2 separate regions of the Oryctolagus cuniculus genome follow, and region 1 is linked to region 2. Evidence: chromatin contacts called from public Micro-C data. All regions are on one chromosome and are shown on one strand. The core of a region is the stretch at or near the end of the contact, and the rest is flanking DNA. Distances in the headings are between cores, read along the strand shown.

The links. A called contact is a pair of places that touch in the nucleus more often than the background predicts.
Region 1: a Micro-C map of ear pinna shows a contact between it and region 2, with 8 times the contacts expected there. The contact joins the promoter of RPS17 here to the promoter of ZSCAN2 in region 2. A contact is called at or near these places in 2 of 6 Hi-C or Micro-C datasets (ear pinna and an unstated tissue).

Annotation. Positions count from the first base shown.
Region 1 is chr12:101,427,587-101,434,302 of mOryCun1.1, forward strand. RPS17 (ribosomal protein S17) reads right to left here and starts at 3,209. Exons shown (of 5, transcript XM_002721477.4): 1 at 2,964-3,209; 2 at 2,559-2,710; 3 at 2,303-2,408; 4 at 1,952-2,017; 5 at 303-428. The coding sequence starts at 2,966. The coding sequence ends at 348. CPEB1 (cytoplasmic polyadenylation element binding protein 1) reads right to left here. Exons shown (of 12, transcript XM_070054565.1): 11 at 6,437-6,517; 12 at 3,885-5,315. The coding sequence ends at 5,205.
Region 2 is chr12:100,895,338-100,902,544 of mOryCun1.1, forward strand. ZSCAN2 (zinc finger and SCAN domain containing 2) reads left to right here and starts at 3,638. Exons shown (of 3, transcript XM_008275312.4): 1 at 3,638-3,778; 2 at 5,640-6,132. The coding sequence starts at 5,727.

The sequences.
Region 1 (6,716 bases), core at 1,959-4,458, 530 kb after region 2:
CCAGGCCCGCCCCCCAGTGAGACACAGATGCAGTCCCAGCCCGCCCTCCCCACGGTGGACGCGCTCCAGGGCGCAGAGGGAGGAGAAGCAACCCAGCCAGGACCTCCCCCTCCCACCACAGACCCCCGTGACTCCCCTCCAGGCTGTTCTCACTGTTGGGGACCCTGCTAGCTGGGCATGGACCTCAGGAGGCAGCTCCCCCACGTCCCCGGCCGCGTCCCAGGCACTGTCGGGAGGGCCCCACAGCCCCAGTGCCCTTGCGAGAACTCCTGCTCTCGGCGCCAGACGACAGAGGCAAAGGCTGGTTGTCCCAAGTTTATTGAAAATAGACAGTGAAGCGGAAAGGCTCACACGGCTCCACGCGGCGTTTTGAAGTTCATCCCCACTGTAGGCTGCGTGACCTGCAGGTTGGACAGGCTGCCGAAGTCCTGGAACAACAGAGGGACCCAGTGAGCACCATCTGGCCGAGCTGAGGGGGTCAGGGCAGCACCCCCCACTGTCTGGCCTGGGGCGGGGCTGGTGGGACGAGGGCCGACACCCCAGACACCTGCGCTGGGGCTCCCCAAGCAGCACCCCTGCTCTGCCTGTCTCCGAGACACTGCCAGGGCGCCCTTGGCCTCCGCATCCAGACTCAGCCAATCACAGACTGGAGGGAAAAAAGCCATCCCTGGGCCGCATGTAGACTTTCTTTTCAGAGAACTTTATTTGTAAGGCACAGTGAGACAGATCTCAGCTGTATGTTCACTCCCCAGAGAGTCCCGACAGCCATGACTGGGAACCCCACCCGGGTCTTCCAAGTACTTCCGCCACCACCTGCTGCCCTCCAGGGTGTCCATCAAGAGGAAGCGGGAACCCAGGCACTCGGGGCTGCGGTGGGGGAGGCCCCAGGGTGTCCTGGGCACGGCATCCAATGCCCATGTGCCCACCTCTCTTGGTGCCCTCACTCCCTAAGGACTTCATCAACGACACACACAGCACTTACACCACAGCCCATGATGCCACCGGCTCCTGGCCCGGAACCCACTCCCAGGGCAGCCCGCGGCCCGGAAGCACCTCTAATCCCATCAGCACGGGCACAAGCTCTGGCCAGCCCTGCAGCAAGCCCAGGAGCCCCGGGCCCACCATGCACCTGGAACCTAACGTGCAACTTGGTCTTTAAGAAAGACCACACAGTTGAAGCAGAGAAGCTACACACAGGACAGCGGTTGTTCGGGCAAGGACCCGCAGATCCACAGCAGGCAAGGGGATGCTGGGCCGGGCCACAGGTGCACGCGAGCTCACAGTTCTCAAGAGTTTCAATCTCTTAACCTTCCAACGACCAGAGATGGAAAAACTGGGGGCGAGAGGTGTAGCCCTATCCCTTAGCAGAGCGCCTGGGTTGGGGCTCTGGCTCCTGGAAGTGGCAGCGACAGCTCAAGTAGTCGGGCCCCCACCTCCCACATGCAAGCCCGGACTGAGCTCCTGGCCCCAGAATTTGGCCTGGGCCATCGCTGGCCGCTGCAGCCACACAAGAAGTGACCCAGCGGGTGGAAGCTCCAACAGAGTCACCAAGAGCCTGCTGGACCTCAGAGCCCAGGCCCCGTCACCAAACTATGGCCCTGTGCACGGCCTACCGGCACACACTGGAACCCAGACCAAAGGAGAGGTGGGGAGGACAGACAGAGCCCCGGGGCGCAATGACGAGAGCAGACAGGAGAGGCCGGAACCGAACCTTCCCGAAGCCACAGCAGAGGCCAGTGGGTCTGGGAATTACCACTGTGCAGCCAACACGCTCAGCGCCACCTTCAACAACCAACGAGCAGCCGACCCCCGTTACAGAGCTGTGGGTGGGCGCCCAACCCAGCCATTCCCTGGGAGCTGTGTGACCTCGAGCCCGGCTAAGCGGTGAGCTATTAGCACTAGGAGGAGGCTGCGGATGGCATGCGGCTCGGCGAGGGCAGCCAAAGCTTACCAGGAGCTTCAGCATTTCCTTCGTGTCAGGATCCACTTCAATGATCTCCTGATCCAGCGCGGAGACCTAGAGAGAAAGGCAGGCCCCGTACCAGTGAGAGCCGGCACCTCCCCTGCACGTGTCCCGCTGCCTGGTCCGTGTGCACAGGGGGAGCGAGCCGTGGGCGGGCAGGATCGAGTCCCCCCACAGGGGAAGTCGCTTCGGGCACTGCAGCACGGCCAGGCAGACCCCGGGAGGCCGGCATCAGCACTTATCCAATCAGCAGCGCGGGGCCGACCACAGGTGGGCACGCGGCGGGTTCAGGAACCCGCGTCCCCACCTGCGGGCGAGCCCGGGGCCCAGGGCGCTCACCTCGGGCACGTAGTTGTCTCTCCGCTCCCGCTCCTCCTCCTGCAGCTTGATGGAGATGCCTCTCACCGGGCCCCTCTGGATCCGCTTCATCAGGTGCGTGACATAGCTGCGCCAGACCCTCCGTGAGCGCGCCCGCGGGCGGCTGCAGCCCCGGCCCCGCACACCCCCGGCCGCCGGCCGAGCAGGTGCCGCCGCCGGCCCCGGCCCCGCACACCCCCGGGCCGCGCCCTCCGGCTCCCCGCGGGCCCCGCCTCACCCCGCGATCTTGTTGCGCAGCTTCTTGCTGGGGATGATGGCGATCTCCTCGCACACGCGCTTGTTGGTGTGGAAGTCATTGCCCAGGCGGGTGTAGTACTTCTCGATGATGACCCGGGCCGCTTTCTTCACGGTTTTGGTGCGCACGCGGCCCTGCGGGCGGCAGAGCACGGGGGTCACCCGCGGGCAGCGCTAGCCGAGCGAAGCCCCGGCGGCCGTGGGCTCGCGGGCCGGGCCCGCCCGGGAGCAGCGGAGTTGGGACGGACACTGCGGTCGCCAGCGGCTCCAGGTGGACAGGGTCGCGCGCGCACCCGGCCCAGGGTCTCCCCTCCGGGGTCAGGGATCACGGGGAGCTGTGGATGGGGGACGATGGAGCTGGATAGCGCCCTAAGACCTATACACCTACCATGTTGGCGGGTCCTGAGTGAAAGAGGAAACAGGAAGCACAAGAGAGGCCTATAAAGCGCAGGCCAGAAAGCCGCTTCCGCCCAGCCCGGGACGCGCGGAGCCTGCTCGAGCGCACCACAGCGGCCCCTGGCGGCGCGGGGCGGAAGTGAGGGCGGCGCACTGCCCGGGTGGGCGGGGCGACGGCGGCCCCGCCCACGGTGGGTGGGGCTCGTCCGCTTCCGCGCCGCGCTCGCTGCGCCGGCGTTCAGGGCGGCCGCGGGTCGGGGGTCGGGTGCCCTGTAGACCAGGAGCAGGTGACTCCCACACTCTGGGCAGTGTGGAGACGACTTCCAGTCCCTGAGAGGCAGACGGACCCACGGCCACGGAGACGTGTGGAAGTAGGGGGTGGCGCCCCCTCCCCAGCCATCGCAGAGCCCCGTCCCGTCCGGAGCGGCGGGCTGTGCCAGGCGCCTCGAGTGGGTTTCCGGCCCCGCGGTGGGCGCCTGAGGGAAGGGCGGGCCCAGCTCAGCGCCACAGCTCCCGGCCTGTCCGCCTTGGGACGCCCCCAGCGCCGGCTGCCCGCTGTCCGGCTCCGCACCCTCACCGGACAGGGCGGAGACGGCGGGTGGGTGAAGGGCGGCGAGTCTCACCCGGACAGAAGGGACCCCGCCCCCGAGTGGCCGGGGCGTCCTGGGCGAGGAGACCCCCGCGCCCCTCAGCCGGGGGCCTCAGACCCACTGCGTCCCCCACAGGCACCCCAGGCCGGCGGAATCCGCGGACCCGGCTCCCTCTGCCGCTCACCGGAGTCAGGACGGGACGGACCCAGGTTGGGGGAGAAGCCCCCACCCCCCGGACAGCTCCCGAAGCCCACGTGGTCCCGCCGCCACCCCGGGCGCCCCGGGGCCCCCACCTCAGACAGACACAGACACGGACCCAGGACTCTGCTGCAACGTGTTTATTATGTGCCAAAAAAACTACACCACAGCGTACTCCACGCATCTGTAGGCGAGTGCAGTCTGGCCCGCATATACTACAGTGAGGTAGAGACTTCACACACAGCTTCACAAAACCCACAGAGTAGCTGGGATCTGCGACAATGCGACAGCAGCTCAGCAGGGGGGGTCATGACACTGGTTCTTTGGCACACGGCTTCCCTAAGAGGGGCAAGTATTTAAAAAAAAAAAAAAAAAGGAGAGAGTCAAGTTTTCAAATTCCAGTAGCGGTTCAGTCAACTGCAACTGTGGCTTCGTACATTCCTCAAACGAGCCGTCAGAAGGGCACTGCCCGCTCTGGGAGGGGCCCGGGAGCCTTCGTCCACCCCACCGAGAAGCAGCCCTTTTTTTTTTTTTTTTAAGCTCAGTTACAAAAGAAAAAAGTCCTGTGAGTCTGTGATTAAAAACTTCTATCAACCCTCCCCCGACAAGTGCAACTGAAGAAGGTGCGAGAAACCATTTGAAACTATGTACAGCAGCCGCTCAAATGCCCTTTATCGGGTCCAGTTTCAAATAAAACAAATTTTTTTTTCTTGGTTGCAAACGCTTTGATTTGCAACCGTGTGAAACAGTGACCAGTAGTCCCCAGACACAAATTTGCTATAATGTTAAAAGCTGCCAGGAAAGAAAAAAATCTCTTGTTCCAAATGACTTAAAAACTGTTTTAAGGAGTGTAAAAAGGAACCGGTAAAAACCCTCGAGCGTAAAATATGAAATATGATTTTGGTTTAAATGAAGAGCAAAGTCTCCTTGTTGTTTACAGTAAAAAACACCAGCTGAACACTCAGTTTATGCCGTTCAGGTGGGGGTTAAATAAATGGAAAGGCACTGTATGGCAACTGCAAGGATGAAACCAATGAGACCTGCGCGTCATCACCATCAGTATTGCAAGGAATGTAAAAAAGCGCTTTAATAAATAAACCTCTAGATGCAGGCGTCCGTGTCAACACCTTCTGGACACAGTCTTGTATTTTCTTCTTGCTTTTCATCAGCAAAATGAGAAACTGAAATCTGGGAAAACTACAGAGTTGCTTGGAGGGCGAGCCAGAGGGTCCTTGCTCTGGCTCACCCCGGAAACAAAACCCGACGAAACTCATTGTGCATTAATTAGTGCAGAAACAAAGACAGATTCAGCAAGTGCAACGGTGACTATGAGTTCCCTTGTCCTCGGGAAGCCAGCTCCCTGGTCGCCAGTGGCAGGGTGGTGCCGGCCACCGCTAGACCTGCCAGCCTTGGGCGCCCCAGGCCCCCGGGCAAGCCCGGCTCCTCTAGCTGGCCTCTCGGTTCTTCTGGTTCCGCATCAGGGGGCTGTGGTGGCGCAGGCCCTCCATGCTGTGCCGCCAGTGCCAGCAGCTCCGGCAGAAGTACTTGAAGCAGACCTGGGTTGGAGGGACACAAGAGGAGAGGTCACGTCCACGTCAGCTCCGGCTATAGACAGGGTCCCTGGGAGCTCGCTCACCCCAACCATGGACTTCCAGGGGTGCGCAGAGACTGCGAGCGTCCCTCAGCCCCTCGGACCAGTGCACCAGCTCTGCTCTGCCCTGCCTTTCTCACCGCCGACACAGAGCTGCCATCAGGGCTGCTCACATGGGGCACGGTTAGGGACACATCAGCGGCCAACAGCAGGCACTGGGCGGGCAGAAGTGACTGGTGGGTTCCCCCTCTTGCTGTGTACCCCCTCAGGCAAGCCACTAGGCTCTGAGCAAGGACCTGGAAATGGAGATCATCTCTCAAAGATCCCGAAGCCCACCAGGGAGGCCCAGAGCTACCCAACGACCCTTCGCACTCTTCACAGGGGCCCTCCGCGTAACCATCATCTACCTCCCCCGAGGTGGAAAGCGCAGCCACAGCATTGCTGAGAGAACTAAGCACAGCGGACGGCCAGTGTCCTCGGGGGCCGCCCGCTGGACAGAGCATGGTGCACGGCGGTGACGGCACCACCTGGCCATTTGTCAGTGGCCACCTCAGGCCCGCAGACTCGCCATCCACATTTCAGTGAGGCCCTTGGCTGACGCGTGTGTGCGTCAGCTTGAGAAACACAGCCAAGCACGTCCATATCCGTGCCCCACCACCCAGAAACACCAAACAGGAGACTGTCACGCTGCTTTCTGCCTGCTGACAACAGCCCAGGCTCAGTGTCAGGGCGGTCCAGGGGCCCAGAGGTCAAGGACAGGAGTCCCTGAGCAGAGATCAGTCAGCCTGGGGGGCCCAGAGCTAGAGCAGCGGTACTGGCTCACGGTTCTGCCCCCGGACAGGCACTGCCAGGAGCCGTGTCACACAGGAGCATCCCAGGCAAAGACCAGAGTGCCCAAGGCGCAATGCAGCCAGCTCCCCAGAGCCCCGGCCAAGCTGCCCACAGCAGGGCCCGGCCTGACCCCGGCGAGCGTGACTGCTGCCGCCTCTGCTCTCTTGACACAAGTACCTCAGAACTCCAACCTGGGTGTGCACTGTAATCGAGGATGGGGGCTGCCGAGACACCTCCGGTGCCCAGGGGACTCACCTGATCGCGACAGAAGAAAGGCCCGGGCTGGGAACTGCAGATGTGACACGGAGAATCCTCCAGGTAGGGGTCTATCTGGACCTGCACGGAAGCACAACAGGAACAGGAGGTGCTCTCCTCACCAGGGAGCCGGGGTCAGAGGGCACCGCACGTGAGGCACAGTGCTTGCCTGTTTGAAAGGCGGCTTAGAGCAAAGAGCAGGCAGAGACTAGACTGGCACCAGACACAGCCAGGCTGGCGGCTCGGGCATGCAGGAAACACACGCTCCTGCCCGGTCACC
Region 2 (7,207 bases), core at 2,388-4,887:
AGCTGAGCCGATCTGAAGCCAGGCACCAGGAGCTTCTTCCAGGTCTCCCACGTGGGTGCAGGGGCCCAAGGACTTGGCCATCTTCTACTGCTTTCCCAAGACGCAGCAGAGAGCTGAATTGGAAGAGGAACAGCTGGGTCCCGAACCGCCGCCCAAATGGGATGCCAGCACTGCAGGCCAGGGTGTTAACCTGCTGCGCCACAGCGCCGGCCCCTTGAAGTCACTTTCACTTGCCAAGTGCTCTGCTTTTACGGAAGCCTGCAGGATCCTCCCCTGGCGCCCCTCTTGCCTTGGTGTCTTAGCCGGGCGTACCCCACCCTGGGGCCGCCTCCAAGTCTGGCTGTGCAGTCAGAGCACCCTGTGTCTTCCCACGATGCACTTGAATAGAGCCGTTCAGAGCAGAGCATGGGAACCGGCTGGTGGCTGAGAGCCAGTCTCCTCCCTCCTCTGGGCATGAAGCGCTGGAACAGGGCCTGGGGTGTCCAGTCCCGGAGAAGCCCAGGCCAGCACAGGACAAGCCAGAGAAAAGCCAGCAGCTCCCTCTCCCTGCCCTGACCTGGGGGCAGCACAAGATCCACAGCCCTCCGTCTGTCACAGCAAATACAAACTACTAATAAGAAGCAGAGAAAGACGCTAGCATGGAGAGACAAAAAAAAATTTCCTTTCATATATATATATATATATATATATTAAAAAAGCACTGCTCTAACAATTCTCCTGACAAGGTCATGGGTCACCTGAGGCTTAATTTCACAATTCTTCAGTGACTCCTCCCTCGGCTGAATTTTGCTATGCTTCCCTGCACCACCGTCCACTTACCTGCACTTTTCCCAATCAGGTTCAGTGACCCACACCTAGGGACAGCCAGAGGAGCCTCCCCCCATCCGCTCCCCTCTGGCCGCACGGATTGTGCCCAGGTACTGTAAGGAGAGCTCAGAGCCAGCTCCAGGCACCTCTCACTCTGCGCATCACGAGGTGAGCACGCGCGGCAGGCAGGGAGACAGGGGTTCCCGGGGACTCGCCCTGTCCTCTACTGCCTCCAAGTCTGATTCCCCAGCTCCTGTCTGCCCTGTGAGTGCCCTGGCCATTTGTCCATGACTGCTTTTGGCCTCAGTCAGCCAGAGAAGTTTTCTGAGAAAGGGAGGAGTGGGTGGAGCCCTGCTGGACTTGGCTGGTTCCAGCCTCGCCTCCCTGTCCGGGACCGGGGTGGCATGAATTGATCTTTAATGTGACTTGCCCTCTGTCTCACGTTGGCATTGGCCAGGACTGGTATCCCGGAGAATCAGGCACCGCGGGCAGAGGCGGCTGGCTCTGGGGAGCGCCTGTGACAGGCTAGGACCCATCCTGGTGGTCAAGGTTGACTGGGATTAGAGCAGAGGAGAGAGGACTCTTGGCTGTTGGGAAGTTTCCGCCCTGCCGTACCTCTCGGCCCTGCATTCTTCTCCTTTTTGTATAAATGTCCATTTCTGCAGAGGAAGGACCAGTGGAGAAGCAAGCATCTGAAAATACGAGGTCCTCCCCACAAATCAGCACCCTCAGTCACCCTGCACAACTCCCTGTCTTAGGTGGGGGCTTGGAGTGCTGTGTCCGGGCGCTTAGTGCACACTTCCCAGGACGGCCTGGAGGTGGCGCTGTTGAGCTAACAAATTCACACGCTATCACTTGTTAGCCAAATCTGATGTCACTTTGTCAATTTATTCTTGGATTAAAGAGGTTAATTAATGAGAAACAGGTGAATTTCAAATAATCTTTCGAGTACTAGAGAGGACTTTCTGGCACAAATTTCAGAAGCCATAACAAGATTAGCAAATTTGATCACATAAAAATGTCAAATTTAGGGGCCAGTATTATGGCACAGCGGTGTTAAGCTGTCATCAGAGTGCTGATCTGAGGCCTGGCTGCTCTGCTACCAAGCCAGCTTCCTGCTAATGAGACTGAGAGGGCAGTGGGAGATGGCCCAAGTGCTTGGGCCCCTGCCGCCTATGTGGGAGACCTGGCTTTGGCCTGGCCCAGACCCAGCTGTTGTGGTTTTTTGAGGACTGAATCGGTGGATTGAAGATCACTCAATCTCTCTCTCTCTCTCTCTCTCTCTCTCTCTCTCTCTCTCTCTCTCTCCCTGCCTTTTCCTTCTCTTTCTGTCTCTGTTCCTTTTAAGTAAATAAATAAATCTTTTTTTTTAAATGTCAAATGTCTGTGATTTAATAAGCCAGTAGATGGAAAACAACCGAGGGAAATAATAGCAAATGCTGTGACAAAGGGATAGTTCTTTCTTCATTTAAAAATTTTTTAAAAAATGTATTACTTGAAAGGCAGAGTGACAGAGGGAGAGAGAGCTCTTCCATTTGCTGGTTCCTGCTGAAATGCCTGCAACAGCTGAGGCTGGGCCAGGCTGAAGCCAGGAGTCAGGAACTTCGTCCTGGTCTCCCATGTGGGTGCAGGGGGCCAAGCACTTGGGCCATCAATGGCGGCCTTCCCAGGTGCATTAGCAGGAAGCGGGACTCGAACCGGAGCTGTGAGAGGATGCTTAACTCGCTTAGCCCCACTGTGCCACAACGCATGCCTCAGGATAGTTTTCTTAATGTTCAATGGATCCTTAAAAATAAATTTGATTTAAAAATGAAGAAAGGGGCCTGTGGCGCAAGGGCTAAGCCGCTGCCTTCGGTGCCTGCATCCCATATGGGCACCGGTTCAAGTCCCGGCTGCTCCACTTCCAATCCAGCTCCCTGCTAATGCGCCTGGGAAAGCAGTAGAAGATGGCTCAAGTGCTTGGGTCCCTGCCCCCCATGCGTGAGACCAGGACTAAATTCCTGGATCCTGGCTTTGCCCAGGCGCAGCCCTGCTGTCGTTGGGGCCCAACCAAGGGATGGTAGATCTCTGTCTCTGTCTTTCAAGTAAATCAAATAAGTATGACAACTCACAATTGTGTGTGCATCCAATCGCTGCATACAAGCACCCGGTTGCTCTGTCTCAGACCATAAAGGGCGCCTTGCTCGCTGCCTTCTTCGATTTCCTGGGCACTTGGGTTTTGTAAACCGTGTCTCAGCTGTTCCCACGCAGAGCTGGGGCCTCAAACGTGGGGACACAAGCTAGGAGCCAATCTCCAGCTCCCTGCACCTGCCACCCCAGGGCTGAGACGGACGAGGCGGCACTGCGGCGGCTAGCGCTGTTACGGGGACGTAGAACAGGTGTGCCGGGTGGGGTTTCTCAGGGAGGTAGAGAACAGGAGGAGAAGGGAGGGGCCCGCGAGCCTGGGGGTGTCCCCGGCTCCAACTCATTTCCTTTCAAGGGCCCTCGGAATAGTAGCCACGGGACCCTCAAGTCCGCCTGTCCAACTTTTACTTTTTATAGACAGATACACTGAGGGCTTAGAGACGTCAAGTGCCCTGTCTCGGCTCCGACCAAGCCCGAAGGCCTCACGCTCAGCCCCCGGATTCCCCTGTCTCTGCCCCTCGCGCGCTGTCCAGGCTACCCAGAGCGTCCACTCTGCCCCTCAGGACAGTGCGCGGGTTCGGCTCCGGGTGGACTACACTTCCCACAATGCCGCGGGCCCAGCCCCCCTCCCGCCGCCTGTTTGGCACTGTCTCCGCCAGTAGAAAGGCAGAGTTTCTAGGGGCCGTTCGCAGCAGCCAATGAGCGCGGCGGTGGGCGGGCCTCTCCCGTCCATTGTTCTCGGTGCCCCACGGGCTTGAGCTGAGGTGACTCCGGAGGGGCCGGACCGAGCCCGGAGGCGCTTTTGCGCGCGGAGCCGCGGCCGGAGCGGGACTCGGTCTCCGGAGAGGTGAGGCGCAGAGGCCGGCCTGGAGCTGCGCGGGCCCGGAGAGCCGCCCGCGGCAAGGGAGGGACGGGCCTGGAGCCAGCGCCGCTGGGGGAGGGGTCCCTGCCGCCCCCACGGAGGCGCGCGGCCGCGCGCGGCGAAGCGACCCGCACCGCGGCTTCTCCCGGCCGGGAACCCCTTGGCGGATGCCAGCGGGCGGCGCGGGGTTTGCCCTGGAGGGAACCTCCGACGACACCCGCGCAGCCGGCCGTGTTGCCGACGGAGAAACTGAGGCTGGGGGCGTGTCCTCCCCCGCTGGGACCCGCGCAGTGCTCTGCCCCCGCGTGCTCTGGGCACTGGGGTTGAACGCACTTTGAGGGCTTTGCTTCCTCACTAGGATTTTGTTTCTGCCTTGCTATTTTATCCATTGTTTTCATGTCAGGAGGATGAACTTAAATCATTGATGATTGATAACCTCTGTCAGTGTAATTTAAAAAGTATTTAAAAATACGCACAGCCGAGTGCGCTGATCTTAAATGTCACGTGGGGGGGGGGGCAAGTGTAGCCCTGGGAATCCAGACGGAGAGCCTTCCCAGCCCCCAGAAGTCTCCTCGGAGCCCCTTCCCGGTCAGTGTTCCCTCCCCCGCGGAAGGCAGCCACTGTTGTGTTTGCATGCTATTGAAATACATTTTACTGTGTGGGTGTGCTACAGCTTTATTTATTAAGATTTATTTATTTATTTGCAGAGAGAGAGAGGTCTTCCATCCACTGGTTCACTCCCCAAATGGCTGCAATGGCCAGAGCTGCATTGACCTGAAGCCAGGAGCCAGGAGCTTCTTCCTGGTCTCCCACGTGGGTGCAGGGGCCCAAGGACTTGGGCCATCTTCCACTGCTTTCCCAGGCCACAGCAGAGAGCTGGATCGGAAGTGGAGCAGCTAGGACTCGAACCGGTGCCCATATGGGTTGCCGGCCTTGCAGGCAGTGGCTTTACCCACTACAATGCCGGCCTTAAACATTTATTTATATTCATTTTATATTCATTTTGTTTGAAAGGGAGAGCTGAGAGAGATCAATCTCCTGTTTGCTGGTTTACTCCCTAAATTCCTAAAATGGCCATGGCTGGGCCAGGCCAAAGGGAGAAGCCTAGAAGTTCTAAAGATGTTGATTTACGTGGGTGTGGTAGAACACAGCCCCCCCCACCCCACCCAGGTGTCCAGGGAAGACTACTTGGAAATGTGGTGGCAATGATGCAGTGAGATAGTGGCTTCCTTCCAGTGAAGCCTGAGTGCCCTGACATGACATCCGATCCTTTGCTAATCCTTAAGATGTCCCCTGAGATAAGGAGGACGAATGTCATTATCTCTACTCATTAGGTGTCACTGAGGTTGAGTGGCTAAGTTGTGTCTTAGTCAAAGTCACTTGCCCTGCAGGAAGTCTGGAGTGACTTAGGGCAGACTGACCCTGCCTGGCCTCTTTGGAAGGCTTTGTATTTCCTCCCCTCCCTTCCCCTCGCCTCCTTTTCCTTCTTTTTTGATTGATTTATTTTTATTTGAAAGGCAGAGTGACCAAGAGAGGGAGAGACACAGAGAGAGAATCTTGCATCTGCTGGTTCACTCCCCAAATGGCTGCAACGGCCAGGGAGAGCAGACCAAAACCAGGAGCCTGGAACTCCATCCGGGTGTCCCACGTGGGTGGCAGGGGCCCAAGCACTTGGGCCGACCTTCGCTGCTTTCCCAGGTGCACTAGCAGGGAGCTGGACTGGAAGTGGAGCAGCCAGGGCACGGACTGTGTCTCAGGATGTCTTGGTGGGCGGAGCTGGGCTGCCGTGAGTCAGATCACTCGGGGACAGTCTGCTTACTGGTTCCTGTCCTGTCTTGTTTCTCAGCAGGTCTGCCTGCCTGTGGAGAGTTGGGGAGGGCCGTGTCTTCTCAGAGAGTGTGGCTGGAGAAGCCTCGAAGCCCCCAGCGCGTGGATGATGGCTGCGGAGGTGCCGAGCGTGACTGCTCCCCTGAGCCCCGTGGGCCAGGTGCCCCAAGAGGAGGACGAGCAGGAGGAGGCGGAGGTCACCACCATGATGCTGGAGGACGACGCCTGGGTGCAGGAAGCTGTGCTGCAGGAGGAGGGCCCTGAGCCTGAGCCCCTCGCGCAGGGCAAGGGCAGCCCCCAGGAGGAGGCAGCGGCCGGGGGGCCGCAGGGCGCGCTCGGCCGCCTCCGAGAGCTGTGTCGGCGCTGGCTGAGGCCAGAGGTGCACACCAAGGAGCAGATGTTGACTGTGCTGCCGCGGGAGATTCAGGCCTGGCTGCGAGAGCATCGGCCCGAGAACGGCGAGGAGGCCGTGGCCCTGGTGGAAGACTTGACCCAGACCCTGCGGGACCGAGGTGAGATGCAGAAGCTCGTTGGCAGAGGGCGGGGGAGGGGTGTGCTGTTTAGGGAGGAGGAGAAGGAGGTGGCCAGGACAGGGTGCACCCTGTCCAAAGGCAGTTGAGCACGTTCATCACCCTCTCATGCCCTATCCCGTGCAGTGGTGGCTCCAGAACTTCGGTCCAGGTAGGGCATAGGGCGCTGTTCTTGGAGCAAAGCGAGCACAGATTTTGCTTGAGTGTTTATTCGCTGTGACTGGGGAGTCGATGGAGGCTATGGGGAGGGAAGCTGAAGACCTACAGACCAGCCCTTGGCACTTCACTGGGCTCGGCAGTGAACACCAGGATGCTTCCAGCAGGGCCGGCACCGTGGCCCAGCGGGCTAGGCCACTGCTTGGGCCGCTTCGTCCCCTCCAGAGTGGTGGTTTGAGTCCCAGCTGCTCTGCTTGCAATCCAGCTCCTCAGTAACGCGCCTGGGAAGTACGGAGGACGGCCAAGTATTCGAGTCCCTGCCCCACAAGGGACTCCTGCGCGGAGTTCTGGCTCTGGCCTGGCCCCGCCCCAGCTGTTGTAGGAATTTGGTGTGTGAACCAGAGAATGAAAATCTCTCTCTTTCACTCTCGCTGTCACTCTGCCTCTCAAATAAATAAATGTTTAAAAAACAAAAAATTCCAGCAATTTAAAAAAATCTGATTTTTTTTTTCAAAGTGACTATGAAACCAATGACCAAACAAAATAGCTAATAACTAGGGACTTGCTGGGTTATAAGGCCATCCTGGGCTCTTAAAAAAATAATTCCAACTTGAGCTCTTTACCGCGGTTACCGCCTGGGTCTCCCGGGTTGCTGCTGAGTTCCTGGCTTGCCACTTAACTCCTGCCTCTCCACCGTGGTAGTCAGTTGTAAACTGGAGGTCACAGCAGGGAACGAGGAGGGGAGAGGAGGTGCATGGAGGATGCCGGGTGGAGTGGCCTTGGAAAGGCACAGGTGGGGGCTGGCACACTTCCCTAGAGGAGCTGTGTGGCTTTTCCTGGGTGACAGGGGTGGGGTGGGGTGGGGGGTCTGGCCGCTGGAGTGGCAAGTGTGCTTTGAGGA